Linked DNA regions of Sus scrofa: region 1 is linked to region 2. Evidence: chromatin contacts called from public Hi-C data. All regions are on one chromosome and are shown on one strand. The core of a region is the stretch at or near the end of the contact, and the rest is flanking DNA. Distances in the headings are between cores, read along the strand shown. Region 1 overlaps C15H2orf76 (UPF0538 protein C2orf76 homolog). Region 2 overlaps MARCO (macrophage receptor with collagenous structure).

Region 1 (3,897 bases), core at 1,128-3,627, 360 kb before region 2:
ATTGACCTGCAGGGTAAGGTAGTGTTACCACTTTAGCTAAAGTTGGGACAGATTTCATACCACCTTTCCTAACTGGATCACTCATTGTGGGGAAACTTCCCATAGGGTACACTTAAGATAGTTAACTTTCTCAGAAGCTTTCCTGAGTAGCGAGTGCAGTTTTGGAGAGATTACCACCTTTGATCTAGTCATTGGTCATCTGAGAGCTTGCTCATCTTGTTTTCTGAAATACCTGCAGGTCAAGGTGCAAATATCTGTTTTGGGGAGGAAGGCAAGTAAATACTTGCTCACATACACACACACACACTCACAGGCCAGGCGTTGCATGTGGTAGCTTTGGAAAGAAATTTCTCCCTTCATTCCTTCCTTCCTCTTTTTTCTTTCCTTTTTTTAAAATTAAATTTTTTATTTTTATTTTTGGCTACCCCTGTGGCATATAAAAGTTCCCTGGCCAGGGATTTAACCACACGGTTAGGAGGGCACAGGTCGTCAGGGTCTTCCAATGTGACCTGTTTTTCACTTGGGTTCACATTATTGCATTTAGACCTTGGTTTGGAGGGGCTGCCTGAGGGCAGGCTGTCCAGTCTGTCTTGTTTGTCTAGGCTATCAGCTGAGAGTCCTCTGTGACATGGCATGCTGAGCCGTGGGTGTGGGGAGGAGAGGTCTAGAAGTGTTGACAGGTGTTTTGTAAGAGAGGCACAGGAGCTAGTAGATGTTTCTGATAGATTTGATGGTAATGGTGATTACATTGCAGTCAGAGCCATCTGTTGGGGTGGAAAATTCAGGAGTCAGTTAAAATTTAATGTGTTTATACTGACTTGGAACCTTAAGAGTATTTTGATTCTTGAGAGCTCTGGGGCAGTTCTGAAAGATAAAAAGATTGTTGGAGTTCCTGTCTCGGCGCAGCGGAAATGAATCCAACTAGTATCCATGGGGACTCAGTTCGATCCCTGGCTTTGCTCAGTGGGTTAAGGATCTGGTGTTGCTCTGAGCTGTGGTGTGGGTCACAGACACAGCTCGGAATCTGGTGTTGCTGTGGTTGTGGTGTAGGCTGGCAGCTGTAGCTCCAATTCGACTCCTAGCCTGGGAACTTCCATATGCTGCAGGTGCGGCCCTAAAAATAAAAAAAATAAAAAAAAGATGAAAGATTGTTAATAAATGATCCTTCCCACCCCTGTCTCCTGGGAAGAAGTTGTTCTTTCCCTAGATGGTGCCTCCCTCCACCTCCACAAAAATCTGTGTGTCCTATTCCAGTAGCTATATAACTTCACCTTTTTATTTTATTGTTTTTTTGGTCTTTTTGTTTTTTTAGGGCCTCACCCACGGCATGTGGAGGTCCATGGGCTAGGGGTCCAATTGGAGCTGCAGACGCCAGCCTACCCCACAGCAACGCTGGATCAAAGCCATGTCTGTGACCTACACCACAGCTCAAGGCAACACCAGATCCTTAACCTGCTGAGCAAGGCCAGGGATTGAACCTCTGTCCTCATGGATGCTAGTCAGGTTCGCTAACCACTGAGCCACAGTGGGAACTCTCTATAACTTCATGTTTTTACTAATCGATTCCTATTCCCTGAAGAGAGTTTTTATAAAACTTAAGTCCCATTATGTCCCCCTCTCTGACCTGCTGTGTATTCCAGTGATACAGTCTAGGACGTTGTCAGTCCAACAAGAGAATCTACGTGGCTGAACGAGAATACCTTAAGCTCCCTTTTGGCCACCTTGCCATATGGAGTATGTACCAATCAGGCTCGCTGAGGGTTTCTGTAGGAGAAAGAAAGAAGTGTTATGCACGGGAACGGTCTGGATGGAATTCTAGGATTTCACATTGGTCTGTATAACTGTCCCTCTCCCTGCTTCCTCTCTGTCCTGGTTATTACCCAGGAAAAAGCAGAGAGAGGATGATCCCTTTCTGAGGTTACCATGTTCAGGGAACAGACTGCCATTCTTAGTTGTGTGTTATAGGAGGAGATGAGGGAGGTAAAGTAAGAGTTCTTTTTGAGTTGATTTTTTAGGAGGCCCTTTCAGTTCTTAACAATATTAGATGGCTGTGGATGATAGGGAGGTGGCAGGTCTGCTGTGTTGGGAAGGAAGAAATTTTCCTCTACTCTTCTTGATTCTTCTAGATGGTCTAGGAATTAACCTGAGACAGATGAACAGGAGAAAACTGAAAGTCTAACGTGTGTACATGGGTGAGATCCAGAAAGACTGAGTAACTTGCCAAAATGTCTGAAACCCTCACCTTAAATATATCTCCAGCTAAAGACAAAAGAGGATATTGGGGGTTGTGGTTTAGGACTTTAGAGGAAGGAAGACAATTCATATGGAGGTGGATAAGCAAATGTTTGGCAAATAAACATTTGCTGGGCTGGGCAGAGACAGTGGAATACCGAGTGGACTCTGATCTTCAGACCCTGGTCCTCCATCACATTGCACCCATGTCTTTTGCATTTATCTCCGGTGATAGCTCTATTCCTGGAACAGGGCCACTATCTAAATTTTTTTAATCAATTAGGAGGAAGGTCAAAGTTTCTTCTTGAATCTTGGGCCTTAATTGTTTTCAGCTGGAAATAATCCACATGCACGTCAGAGACATTTTGGGGTGGCAAGTTTTGCCCTGCTACAATAAATACCTTGTTCCTTAGCATTTGTGATAAAAGATGTTCTATTGCCAGATTGCACATAGTATGGAAAAACCAAGCACACGGCACAGATTTATTTCAGGGGTCACAGTGGTATGACTGGGGTCAGCTGGTTGGAAAGTTAAACACTAACCTGAAAAAATGTCATCAGGGCTGTGGAATCCTGGGAGGAGATCGAGGGTCATATGCAGTCAGTTCGCTGGAAACAGGAGGGGACAATGTGATGTGGCTTCCCTCACAGCAGGACCTACGGGTCAGCTTCTGACCAGAGTCATAAGTCAGCCTGTTATGGTGGCTCTGAATTAGAAGCTGTGTCCTTTGCTGTGCATGATAATGGATGGTCAGGCAGCAATGGTGGCAACCCGGGCAGTGCAGGCTCCATCATCCGTTGGGTCCAGGTGGGCTCGTTGGAGAACAGGTCCTTTTGTAGGCATCCAGATGAGTCACTCAGGTGCCTCAGTCAACAGCTGTGAATTGTTTCTGCCATTCACAACCCTAAGAGAAGTGTCTTTAATTTGCTCCTTTGTGGTTTTCCAAGAGGCAGATCAAACAGCTAGACCTTTGACAACAGCTAAGAGTAAGTATTTTTAAGACTCATCTATGGGAATATTATAGCTAGAGCTGTGGGAACAGCCTTGACTCCTTCCACTGATCGGAGTGACTGTGTCCATTTTCACTTCTTCACAGCTGGAGCTGAGGCTGAACAGCCACGGTAGGCCAGTGGATACTGCTAGGTTGGAGCTTAGCCAAACCATTTGTGAACTAGGTCCAGGCATTTAGCGGAACCTTGGTGAATAGAGGATCCTGTCGAGTCAGTGGCTTTGCTCTTGGAGTGGAGAGGAAAGTTTTCCCCAGAGGGAAAGCTGCCACTTTTCTACATCAAGCTGACATGCTTATAGGACCTGACTTGCTAAGTTGTTAAATATATCATTTCCATTTGACAAGTGAACCTGTTTGATTCTTCCCACCTTATTAGTCATCAAGTGGAGTTGACTCACACCTAAATGGGAATATTAGGTTAAAGAATCAGAAGCTGTGTCAGGGAGGTGAGGAGTCCAAGACCAAAAGGGGCACCTCTGGGTGGAAGCTGTCTGCCTTTGCTAAAGGCTCCAGTTGGCAAAATCATTGGCTACAGAGAATGATATCTCCAAGGCTTATTAGGGTTGTGGGCCCCCAAAGTAGAGACATGCTGAAGCTTGCTGCCACTTTTGATGCAGCCAATTGGTTTAGGTACACTTAAGATGCTGTCTCGTTA
Region 2 (3,950 bases), core at 859-3,358:
TTTATAAAGTAGACCACATTGGTATGATGGTTTATAACCTACACTAAATTGAGGCGATAGTTTATAAATAACCTTGACTAAGTTGGCACGATGGTTTATAAATTAGTCTCTGTGAGTTTGTTACTGTGGGTCATTCCTCTCAGACTTTGGCCCCGCTGGGAAAATGTGCAAGAACGGGTTTATTGACACCTGCTGCCTGAATCCAGAGCCCTGAACTTTGAGGCCCACGGCAGGTCAGTGGGAGAGAGTGGACCTTATGCACGCAGCTGGAAGGCAGACCAGGAGACACTGCAGGTGAGCTGCCCTGCTCTCCTCTTTGACAATGAAAGCTTGGTCATGATGTTCAAGGCCTTTCAGGGACTCTGGGCAGAGAAAGGGTAGCCTCAGGGCCTTGGACTGAAAGGATTCTGGCAGAGGAAAATGTACTAACAGATGCCAGAGCACTGGTGAGCCTGCTGGGAAGTAGTCCTCCCCTCGTCCCCCTGACACCCAGCAAGTCCACCCACCCACCTACCCACACCCTCTGTTACCTGTGTCCCCCTTGCTTCCTTTCAAGCCTTCGGCTCCTGGACTCCCGGGACTCCCTGCTGGTCCTGGACAACAGATGCCATAGAGGGTGTCAGGGCTGGACGGGGTGGATCTTCAGACCTCACTCCCAAACTCACCACAGGACCCATAAGCTCACCTGTTGGCCCAGTGAGGCCAGGGCTGCCAGGCTCACCCTTGGCACCAGGGGATCCCGCAGCTCCTGGAAGGCCTGGAAGACCCCTGGTTCCAGGCTGTCCTGAAAGTTAAGTCATGAGTGAAAGGCTGGCAGAGGGCCTGGCTGCCTACCCCTTCAATACATCTCTGTTCTCTGCAGTGACACATGAATCGCTTAACACTTTAAATGCCCCACGTACAGCTTAATGGAGATCTCTCTTTAGAAGCCTTGAACTAGCCCTATTAGTGGGAGGAAAATTTAAGTCTCAGCAATTTATTTATTTATTTATTTATTTATTTTCCATTCACTGATGTAGGGTTTGGGGCTTATGGACTTACTAGGAATTCTGTGAGTGCTTCGCACCACTGGGCAGCAGAGTGGAGCAAAGCTCAAAAAAAAAAAAAAATCAATTAGGCTTTCCTCTACATACTGCTCTGTCCTCTTAGGAGGCACCAAGTTTTATGAAACCCTAGAGGCTCTGGCTTAATACTATGAAATAAAAGACAGTAAAGTCAGGAACAGTGGTAGCTGGAATGATGCCCAGATTCCCACAGTTCTTACCTTGATCTCCTTTGAGTCCAGGAACTCCAGCCACACCTAAAACACAGAGAGACTTTTAGTGATCTTTTTCCCCTCTAGCTCAGTGGACCAGAAAAAAAGGGAATACCCACAGGTCAACGGACCTGACCGAGCAGACTCTTACCTGGGGACCCGGGCATCCCCAAGTCACCTTTATGCCCCCGGGCTCCGGGGGGTCCCATGAGCCCCATGTCCCCTTTCATGCCCATGTCTCCTTTTCTTCCTGAAAAACCAAGAAGTTGCAGTCAGACATGGGATGAGGGCAAACCTGGCTGCCACGTCCAACTCTGACACTGCCCGTCTCACCCAAATTCCCAACTCAGACTCCTTGGACTCCTCCTTGGTGCCCAGAGTGGAAGATACAGTGGCTGCTCTCCAAAAGCACACCACCTTGCTCCAGAGACAAGACACCAACTCCTGAAATGTGGCCGAGGTGGCCCAGCTTGGCGGATGGGCTTCGGTACTCTCAGAGCCCTGGTCAGTGCCCCAGTCCCTAGAGGATGGACCACAGCCCAGGGCTCAACCAGCATTGACCAGCTTATCTGAGTGTCTGCATTTGGGGAATTGTTTTTTCAAACTTCCCAAACTGAAATCTGAATATTCCAGAAAGCAGATCCCAGGTGCTGAGAATAGAAGCTTTGAAGCATTGATGGAAAGAAAAACATTGCAGCAGCACTTATGCCCCCAGAGGTTCAGCCACAGGCTTTCCTGGTGCCCAAGGTTTCAAATTTTCCACTTGTCATCAGCATTCCAGGCTCACCCTTGTCCGTCCTCTCCTCGGTCCTCTGTCACTCCCTCCTCCTCTCTGCCACTGCTCAGCGCATACCAATCAAGGGAGGCTCCTCCCAGGCAGGGCCTGGCAGCCCTTCCCAAACTTGCCAGCTGTCCCACGGGATTAGGAAGCCATTAACATTTCATCATCAGCAGAGTCCCACCCCAAGCTACTCCCTCAGGTGCCAGGACTGACTGGTTGGGATAGAATTTGGTTAAAGTCTCTATTCTGTGATTTTTAAGATTTCAGAGCTGGAGAGGACTCAGAAGGGTGCCAGGCTCTTCTGGTACCCTTAGGTTAGGAAAGTAGACAAAGTCGTCTGGAGTGGAGGGAAAGAAGCCACTGTCATACAGGGCTCTCTGGGTCAAAAGTTTGAGTGACCTTAGGTGTCCACATGAGCAGAGGGGCCAAAAGGCACTTGTGAGAAGAGGCTAGGAATTATTTCCCTAGAGGGATTTGTTGGTGTCTTGTGTTTTTTTTTTTTTTTTTTTTTTTTTTTTTTTTTTGGTTTTTAGGGCTGCACCCGTGGCATGTGGAAGTTCCCAGGCTAGGGGATGAATCCGAGCTACAGCTGCCGGCCTACACCACAGCCACAGCAACGTGGGATACATCTGAACCTCATCTCACGGCAATGCTGGATCCCTGACCCACTGAGCGAAGCCAGGGATGGAACCCTTATCCTCATGGGTACTAGTTGGATTCATTTTCACTCTGCCATGATGCGAACTCCTTGTTGGTTCCCTATTGCTTGGGGCTGGCCAGAGTCATTGCATTAAGGTAATTGTGTGGCTGTATGAGGGGTCTTGTGACCGGTCTGGGCCTGAATCTGTGACTTCCATGCCTCCATCAAAGGGGGAAACCTGGGGAAGCAGAGCAGCACCAGTGAAAGGACCAGAGCCTGGCACCAGCTGAGGAGTCACATTTGCGCCTGACTTCAGAACCTTCCCATCATCACAGCTAAAGGTGGAGTGAGGGAAACAGATGTATCCCCTGGCACCTCACCACCTGGCATTACCCATCTGCTGGGACAAAGAGCGGAAAACCTAAATATGGCTGAGTCAGGTCTCACCTGGTCCGCTGGCCCCATCTGCAGGCAGTGCCTGGGGCAAGCAGTGGGTAAAGAGACATCTGGTGATCTTGGGCAAGGAAATTTGGGAAGAGGAGGGGTAGGTTAGAGTCCTGATTTCTGAAGATGTGAAACCAATGCATTTCCCCTTGCTGGCCCCAGCATTTCCAGGCCTGAGTCTGGGTGTGGCCACAGGCGAGTGTGGGATGGGAAGCAGTGTGGCCCAGACCCCAGGGGTAGAGTCTAAAGGGCAAAGGCCTGGCTGTCATCCCCTCTCTGGGGCTGACGGGATCCCCTTGAGAAAGCCTGGACCTCCCTTCCCAGTGCCAGGAGAACTGTCGAGGGCCACCTCAGAGGTCAACTGTCCCTCTGTCTTCCTGGTGGAAGGTGAATTCTCCTTCAGTCCAGCCAAGGAGAATTTTTGCAGCCCCTCTTCCCTGCCCCTTCATCTGCTCATTTCATTGTGGGGAGGTCCTAGTCTTAACAGGTTGTCCCTCCCTTACCTCGGCATAATTCATTCTCCTGAAACCTTTGCTGGTTGGTCCTCATTCTTCAGCTGGCTACCACTGAGAGCAAGTCTATTTTCTCTTCCATGAGATCCTGCCTAATATTTGAGAATAGTTGACACATCCCTGTAAAGACTCTTCCTGGAGGCCGGCACCCTCAGTTTTTTATCATAGAAATAGTTCTTCTTCACCAGGTACAGTATCACACATCCCATATACCTTATATTCCTGTTGTAATCAACCATCATTAAAAGTTTCTATTATTGGAGTCCCCATTGTGGCTCAGTGGGTTAAGGACACAGCATTATGTCTGTGAGGATGCAG

Evidence for each region. A called contact is a pair of places that touch in the nucleus more often than the background predicts.
Region 1: a contact with region 2 is called in a Hi-C map of liver, with 4 times the contacts expected there. The contact joins two enhancer-like sites. A contact is called at or near these places in 2 of 47 Hi-C or Micro-C datasets (both in liver) and 1 of 2 datasets of contacts at active chromatin or transcription factors (alveolar macrophages).

Annotation. Positions count from the first base shown.
Region 1 is chr15:24,883,006-24,886,902 of Sscrofa11.1, reverse strand. The region is part of intron 1 of C15H2orf76 (UPF0538 protein C2orf76 homolog); the gene reads left to right. Among named protein-coding and RNA genes, the nearest start is that of C15H2orf76, 10 kb to the left of the region's middle. Within about 2 kb of position 2,377, at least 5 of the 83 cell types and tissues checked have an H3K27ac peak or open chromatin away from gene starts, as enhancers often do. A contact at or near this core is called in liver, where this site is marked.
Region 2 is chr15:24,523,914-24,527,863 of Sscrofa11.1, reverse strand. MARCO (macrophage receptor with collagenous structure) reads right to left here. Exons shown (of 13, transcript NM_001256366.1): 5 at 1,407-1,505; 6 at 1,265-1,300; 7 at 686-784; 8 at 531-593. Among named protein-coding and RNA genes, the nearest start is that of MARCO, 23 kb to the right of the region's middle. Within about 2 kb of position 2,108, at least 2 of the 83 cell types and tissues checked have an H3K27ac peak or open chromatin away from gene starts, as enhancers often do. A contact at or near this core is called in liver, where this site is marked.